Linked DNA regions of Mus musculus: all the other regions are linked to region 1. A link is a contact called in public HiChIP or PLAC-seq and Micro-C data. All regions are on one chromosome and are shown on one strand. Each heading gives the region's core, a stretch centred on a gene start, on an enhancer-like site or on the middle of the called end of the contact. The rest is flanking DNA. Distances are from core to core; before and after follow the strand shown.

What was found. Hi-C and Micro-C count contacts between places; a contact is called where the count stands out from the background. HiChIP or PLAC-seq counts read pairs in DNA pulled down with a chosen protein or histone mark.
Region 2: a contact with region 1 is called in an H3K4me3 HiChIP or PLAC-seq map of bone marrow-derived macrophages, with 4 times the contacts expected there. The contact joins the enhancer-like site here to the promoter of Gzf1 in region 1. A contact is called at or near these places in 4 of 39 promoter capture datasets (the C10 cell line, liver, neutrophils and 1 more), 1 of 484 Hi-C or Micro-C datasets (liver), 1 of 115 datasets of contacts at active chromatin or transcription factors (bone marrow-derived macrophages) and 2 of 9 other capture datasets (adipose tissue and liver).
Region 3: a contact with region 1 is called in a Micro-C map of muscle stem cells, with 5 times the contacts expected there. The contact joins the enhancer-like site here to the promoter of Gzf1 in region 1. A contact is called at or near these places in 4 of 39 promoter capture datasets (the 3T3-L1 cell line, the C10 cell line, neutrophils and 1 more), 1 of 484 Hi-C or Micro-C datasets (muscle stem cells), 1 of 115 datasets of contacts at active chromatin or transcription factors (bone marrow-derived macrophages) and 1 of 9 other capture datasets (adipose tissue).

What each region holds. Positions count from the first base shown.
Region 1 is chr2:148,679,865-148,682,371 of GRCm38.p6, reverse strand. It overlaps Gzf1 (GDNF-inducible zinc finger protein 1), which reads right to left and starts at 1,252. Exons shown (of 6, transcript NM_028986.3): 1 at 1,157-1,252. Gm46771 (a long non-coding RNA gene) reads left to right here and starts at 1,428. Exons shown (of 2, transcript XR_001783505.2): 1 at 1,428-1,547; 2 at 1,927-2,094.
Region 2 is chr2:148,491,043-148,493,549 of GRCm38.p6, reverse strand. No RefSeq gene overlaps it. Among named protein-coding and RNA genes, the nearest start is that of Cd93, 49 kb to the right of the region's middle. Within about 2 kb of position 1,254, at least 50 of the 459 cell types and tissues checked have an H3K27ac peak or open chromatin away from gene starts, as enhancers often do. A contact at or near this core is called in adipose tissue, bone marrow-derived macrophages and liver, where this site is marked.
Region 3 is chr2:148,521,032-148,523,538 of GRCm38.p6, reverse strand. All of the region lies in intron 3 of Gm46770 (a long non-coding RNA gene), which reads left to right. Among named protein-coding and RNA genes, the nearest start is that of Gm46770, 40 kb to the left of the region's middle. Within about 2 kb of position 1,253, at least 136 of the 459 cell types and tissues checked have an H3K27ac peak or open chromatin away from gene starts, as enhancers often do. A contact at or near this core is called in adipose tissue, bone marrow-derived macrophages, muscle stem cells and 1 more, where this site is marked.

The DNA.
Region 1 (2,507 bases), core at 3-2,502:
GTTATTCCCCTGCAGTTAACATATCCCCCAAGATTCCTGTCCTGGATTCCAAAATGCTAGCCCAACTTCCTGTCTTCTGCTTTGTGCACTCTTCTCAGAGTCCTCTGTCTCTGAATCTAACTTCCTTTTCCAGGCTTACATGGGTCTCCAAGTCTCCACCCTCCAGAGCATTCCTAGATCTCCTTCACCTGACGCTAGACATCACCTTGGATTCCATATGTCTACCTGGATCTGCCATTGCCTCTCCATTTCATTCAAGAGACCACTACCCAAAATCTCCAGTCTCAAACACAGAAAAGACTCCTAGAGAGTGCAATTGTAAATTTGGCACCTGTGGAATGTCATGTTGACTAAAGGGGACTCTACAGGGAACACTACCTACCTACAGAGGAAGCTTAAATAAAGGAAATACTGGTATGAGAGAGACAAGAGGCAAGTACTCAAGGGCCAATGCTCTTCAGAATCCCCGGCCCCAGCCTGAAGACTAAAGCTGAAGACCCCTCTTGGCCCGATGCCCATACGGCCAGCCTGATTTCCTAACACCTCGCCCTGGTCCCTCAAGGGAAATCGAAGTTCTTCCAGGAGATCTGGCAGCGACTTCACCATCAGCCAAGAAGGCCCTGAGCAGATTTCCCTGTTTACCTCCCCTGGGGGCAGACACCGGTCATAGCGAGCGGCTATTTGAGGTCTAGTGACAGCTGTGTTCCATTGTAACTCATTGGCATTCGGCCGTCTCAGGGTGGGCCTAGCCTCCTCACCAAGGTCGCCTAGTAGTCCCGGGGTCGGGACTCCCAGGCCAGGCCTCCAGGAGACGCTGTTCTCCGCAGCCTGCCCACCCTAGAGGGATCCTGGCTCTCAGGCAGGGAATAAAGGTCGGTGTCGGTGGCCTCTCTGACTGCACCACCTCTGACCCCACCTTGGCTACCCCGAGTCCCGGACCACCGATGATCTTCCAAAGCCGCAGGGAGAATGAACTCTGGCGGCAAGGTCCAGCCCTTCCTCCGGCCTCCAGAGTCCAGCCTGCGTGGTCATTTCGGCCTGTCCCGCCGCACCCCCGTACTCCCCGTCCTGTGCCTACATCCCCCACAGCCCGCCGCTCCAAGGGACAGAAGACAGAGGACAGCCTAGAAGACGAACCAGTCGGCAGCACGCTCACCTCTTAGCCAGTGCCTCCACGGACCCGTACCCTGGCCCAGGCCAGCAGGGACAGCGGACCGCAGGGTCCGCGGATTGGTCGCCACGAGCGCGCCCCGCCCCCTAGTGGGCTCCGCCCCCCGTAGGCTAGGAAGGCGCTGCGCGCGCACCTCCAGCTGCAAAGGCGGTTCCGGCCGTTGGTTACGTGATCTTACGTGAGTTTGAGCAGGGCCCCTAGCTAGCAGATCCCGGATTTACCACCAGCGTCTATCCAAGGCCGCGCCTGCGCAGAACACCGCAGTGGTTGGGGGCAGAGCTATTTGACAAAGTTGGGACAAGCTCCAGCTGCGCAGCTAGGCATTGGTCAGCAGGTTGCTGGAAGCAGGATTTTTCTAGCCTTCCGGGGTGCCTCGGTGGGTCAAGTCTTGGCGTAGGGCACGGCCGGGGTGGGATGGGAAGGCTGGCGCAGCTTTGTATTTCTTGAATCATTCCGCTTTAAATCCCACTCATGATCTTAATTAAAACCTGGTCATTAGAAAATCCTGCCTGACACTTCCAGTTCCCGGTAAATGTTGATCATGCTTCCACCTACTGCTAAAGCTTTACGAAGTCGCCTCCCTACTGCCACCAGCCAGCTAGACCTCTTCTTGCTGAGAATAGAATGTCTCTGGTCACTTCTTTCGTTGAACATTTAGTTTAGCGAAACAGTGCTTTTTCCTCCCTTTAAAATATATCTAATCCTCTAGAAAACTAACTGGCCTCTGTCTTAATACAGACCGTGTCTTTCTCTAGGGTGGAAGCCGGCTATTTCAAGTAGAAATGCCCACGAGATTGATAGCTCCTTCAACTTCCCAAATGCCTTGTTCTTTTAACTAGCTCCTGCTGCAAAGAGGCGATCTAGCCACTGAATTAAGCCAATTACCTGAAATAAAAGTTCTTACAAGGTGAAGTTAGTTTAAACTATGACTTCAATAGATATTGATGATTATATCTTGGAATACACGTGTGTGTGTGTGTGTGTGTGTGTGTGTGTGTGTGATAAGCCATAAACTGTTTTGCTACACAGAAGAATGAAATCTCGATTTACAACCCAGTTTGGAATATAAGTAAAACCATTTTGTGTGATTTGAAATAATGTAATGTTTTCAAGATGTGTTATGGAGCCAACCACATGGCAGCTCCTATGAGCCAAGCAGGCTTCGATATGCTGATGAACCAACCCTGAGCTGGGAGTCCCTTAATCTTTATAATAGCATGGTATTATAGGGAGTGTTTGTGTGAATAAACTGAGCATATTCAAAAGGGAAATCTATGTGTACGAAAAATGAGACAGAAGTATTTAAACTCTAGCTCAACAGGCTGAGACTGCTTTA
Region 2 (2,507 bases), core at 5-2,504, 190 kb after region 1:
GAAATTGGTAGTGCAGCTTTGCCAGGAACTCAGGCAATAAGTTCACTTCTTTCATCAACTTTGGCAACCTTGAGCCATTCCCAGACTATCCATGTAGTGTAGACACTGAACAAACCAGCAACCCATGGGCATTCCTTGTTGACTAAGGGTCACCACTTCCCTGGTTCATGTAGGGGGAGAGGAAACTCCTTTTAGACCTTTGTGTCATGACCATCAACAACAGAGCAAGGATACTCCCAAGAAAGACAGAGTTAACAAGACTATGCTCAGCTCTCCGCAAGTCATAGGTGAAATGTTCAGAGACCATGGGAAAGAGGAATCCTGCAATAATCTCCCAGGGGTTACTCTGTGTGCCTCTAGGGTTTCTACTTTGGCTTGGTTTGCAGATTAAGATCTCACAGCCAGGACTCAAGTGCAAATGTAGCAGGAAGTACTCAGAGGGAGCAGGTAGAAGGAAGGCTGGGAGGAGTAGGAAGCTGGTGAACCTAAGAAACATTCTTAGGTTTCTGGGCTACTGTTGATGTGCCTCAGAGTTATATCCAGTGACCTCAGAATACCTTTAAGCTTGTCCTTGAGGCTTAGCACCCTGCCCTTCTAATCCATCCTATAACCCCCAATGATGGGATCCTTAGACTCATGCCCAGATCAAGAGACACCAAGCAGACAAGCCTTTTGTGTGCCACCAGCAGACACAGAGATGCAGGACCTCAGAATGGGTCTTACAGTGACCACTCTGGAACTCACATGACAGGCTCGGAGTGCTATGCTCTTGGGCTGTTAATTGGCTGTCCTGGGGCAATGGAGACAGATAGCAGGTCTCCTGAGTCATTCTGGCAGGGGCATTCCAGAACAGGGTAGGATGTCCATGGTTTTATAATGATGTGCTTCCACTTTATTAACACCAATCACTGAGCATCTGTCCCATAGGGACTGATCTGGGCCCTAGGTATGTCACAGTGGCTTATATGTCATCTTCTCTTGGTGTAGGTCAGACAGATGGCTTAGTAAACAATGCCTGTGCATTTGCCACAGCACACAGGAACCCAGACAGCTCAGAAGAGGAAATCGGATCCCCTGGATCTAGAATGCCAGTAGTTTTGAGCCACTTCTGCAAGCGATAAGAATCGCTGATCCCTCTCTCTATCTTGGCACTCACTTCCTTAAACTGTGAACTATGACCTCTCTGTGTGCATGCCTCCTATATGGACCTGGTCCAGCGGGACAGCCAAAACAAACCTCTGTGGTTACTACAGAAGGCTCTAGAAGGCACAAGGAACATTGAGCAATCTTTCTAAATGTTGACACCAAATAGTGTGAGTGAATGTGGTGGTCATGAAAATCTTGTCAATAGTAAAAGGCTTCTGACCACAAAATGGCCAAGATTAAATCAAGATCAGATGGGCAATGGATCAAGGTATCTCTGGCAGCACTTACCCTCTGAACATCACAAGACTGTACTGCAGCCTCAGTCCTGAACAGTGGGAGTAGGCACTGCAGAAAATACCTTGCTCAGATTCAAGGCCGCTGTAGATTATGGTGGTTTTTTTTTTTTTGGTTTTTTTTTTTTTTTTTGGTTTTTTGCTGTTTATACAGGTTTCTGCTCTTATAGAAACAATGGCTTAATTACAAAAAAGAGGACTTAATATTTTACTGCCATCATTCCTCAGCATATGTCAAATTGATGTATCTTTTCATTGTATTAGTGTTAGATAGCTTATTTTAAAAATTGCTACTTGACCAGACAAAGTCCCCTAGCTCTGAGCATGGAGAGTAGACACAAAGTCTCATGAGATACTCAGGAGGCTACTTGCAACTCATACCTGCTGGTTCAGGGAAAATGAGTTTTCTTCAAAGGAGTGTCACTGGGTGTGTCTATCCAACTCTGGGCAGGCTCTATGGTATTTTTATTTTTATTTGTGTGTGTGTGTGAGAGAGAGAGAGAGAGAGAGAGAGAGAGAGAGAGAGAGAGAGAGAGAAGGAGAGAGAGGGGAGAGTTTTTGTTTTGGTGTTTATTTTTTGTTTTGTTGGATTTTGTTTTGGAGGTGAGGGGGTGGGGAAGGGAGAGACAGAGGATAAAGAGACAGGGAGAAACAGAGAGAAACATGAAGTTAGTAGATAAGAAGAAGGATAGGAAGGATCTTGGGAGAGTTGGGAAAGGGAAATGAGTATGATTAAAATATATTTCAGAAAAAAAAGGAAGTGAAAAATGCTATTTGAGCTGCTGACTTGCATTTTAATCTAAGTCCAATAATTTTTGTTTGTGACTGGGACAGAATCTCAGACAATTTCAGTACTACACTAACACACTTTAACCATTTCCTACTATGCATTTATAGGAAAAGGCAACCTCAGTGTAGATGATCTAAGAATCAAAATATCGATCAACTCAGAAAAAATTAGCCAGAAACAGAGAAAACGACCCCAAATGTAGGGGGAGCAGCGGAGCATGGGAGTGGACAAGAAGTGTCAGCCAAAATAATGCCAGGTTTGTGAGAAGAAAGGGGTAT
Region 3 (2,507 bases), core at 4-2,503, 160 kb after region 1:
TGCAGCTTATGGATGCACAGGCTACCCCATCTTCATCTTCACCCGACCTCAGTGTGAGGAAGGTAGCATAAGCCTGCTAAGTGGTCTGAGCTCTGCTCACAGATCCTGTATGCTGGGACCTCAGAAGAGAAAATGTTGTCTTTGGGCCATGGCTTCCTATCTTGTTTATTCAGTTGGTAAGAGAAAAGCCAAAGAAGACATGAGAGGCACACCCACAGGTTTAAAAGACTGAACACAAAACAGAAAAGGACCTGCCCTGTGTTCCCTAATATTAAAGCCAGGGCAGAGAGAGATGTGTGTGTGTGTGTGTGTGTGTGTGTGTGTGTGTGTGTGCGCACATATGTCTGTTTGTTTTGCATCTGTGTATTGCTTTATTTTTTTGGCATTCTGCCTTTTCCCTACAGGACTTGAGAATGAAGAGGAAGCAGAGAAAAATAGTCAGTGTTAAACTGGTATTTGGAAATCAGTAGTTTCAGTGTGTGGTGCTGGATAGAATGCAGAATGTAAGTCTTTATATTAAAACATAATTCAGTTCTCTGGGGACTTAAGAGAAATGCAAATTCCTCGGCCCACCCTAAATTCAGTGATTTGTATACATGCTCAGTTGCAAGGGCCACACTTCTAAGAATAAGGAAACTCTCTTCTTTAAAACAGATACAGCTCGCTGGGTGTGGTGGCGCATGCCTTTAATCCCAGCACTTGGGAGGCAGAGGCAAGCAGATTTCTAAGTTCAAGGCCAGCCTGGTCTACAGAGTAAGTTCCAGGACAGTCAGGACTATACAGAGAAACCCTGTTTTGGAAAAAACAAACAAACAAACAAAAACAAAACAAAACAAAAAAACAAACTAGCAAAAAACCAAAAAACTGGTACAGCTCTCTAAAATGAGGCAGCAAATCACTTCTCTGGGGGGCATTCAAAAGAAGACCCAACAGCCATAAGCCACATGTATGACTAAAAAAGTGAGCACACCCAACAGAGTTGAAACCCCTATCTGGTTGCTCTTTTATTTAGCAACTATTGAGCAATAGGCGACAGGAAGAGAAGAATAGCAGATGTCACATGCTTCAGAAACTCTAAATCCTAGCATCCTCCTCCCTATGCTATGCCCCTGCCTGCTGCTCCTTGTTTTGACTACCAGACTTGGGTCAGTCTATGTGACTACTGACTGTGGTATGGCTTACTGTGGTCATTAGACCTCCCCACAAACCACTGCTTTCCTGCATGCCGCTGCTTCATACCCAGAAAAGGAGCATAGAGGAAGAAGCCATGACCCCTAAACGCCTGGAACTCCAAGTGAGAGGACTGAGGCAACTTCCTGGGCCATGCACAGTGACGCTACTTTCTCTGTCTTTTTGAGTCATGTCTTGTCACCCTTGCGTCACTGATTACTCAGCTGGGCTAAGAAATCCTGGGCTTGTATTTCATTCATAGGGAGAGGTGGGGTTAGAGGAGAAAGCTGCATGCCTTACCATGAGTTTGGTCCCTTGGGCACAATCCCTCAGGCAAATGGATGTTCCAGATTCCTGAGGCTTAGCACTTAGGGTAGATAGGGAGCAGGGAGTAGCTGTTTCCATTTACTTAAAAACATGAGCTATTATGCAAGTGAGGCACATTTGTTGGAGGAAAATCAGCGGAAGTGAAGAAATGAACCCAAACTCTAATCCTCACAACAATGGCTGAAAATGGGTTAGCAGGAAAACTAGCCTATGCATATCTGTCTCTGTCTCTCTCTTTTCCCTCCCTCCCTCCCTCCCTCCCTCCCTCCCTCCCTCCCTCTCTCCTTCCCTCCCTCCCTCCCTCCCTCCTGTGTGTGTGTGTGTGAGAGAGAGAGAGAGACAGAGACAGAGACAGAGACAGAGACAGAGAGACAGAGAGAAACAGACACACACAGAGACAGAGAGAGAGTAAATGTATGCAAATTGGGGCAATAGGAGAATCATGCTGTAATGATATTTTTCTCCATGGAAAGTTTTGTGAATATTTTTCAATTTGCCAAATCCATTATAAAGCTATGGAGCATTCTGTTAATCTTAATGTTTAATTTTCTAAGACTATAATTACTTCTGTGCCTGTATGCATCTGCATTATAAATACTTATGTATGCATATATTACCGTGTTCCTGTGTACATGCATGTGTGCCTATGTGCACATATACATGTATATATCGAGAGAGGTCAGAGGTGGAAGTTGGGTGTCTTCTTCAACCACTCTCTGCACCTTATTACTAGAGGCCGGGTTGCTCACTAAATCTGGAGTTTGCCAGTTTGGCTAGACTGTAGTCAGTGAGCTCCAGGGATCCCTCTGTTTCCAATGCTGGGATTACAGGTGTGTGTTCCCATGCCTGGCTTTTCACTTGTGTGCTGGGGATCTGACATCAGGTCCTGGTGATTACACAGTAGCCATTTTACTGACAGCAGCATCTCCCCAGCTTCATTTTACTTTTAAAGAAATCTTTGTAAAGTACCTCACGTACTTCTTTGCCTTCTTTCCCTCCTGTTTCCAAAT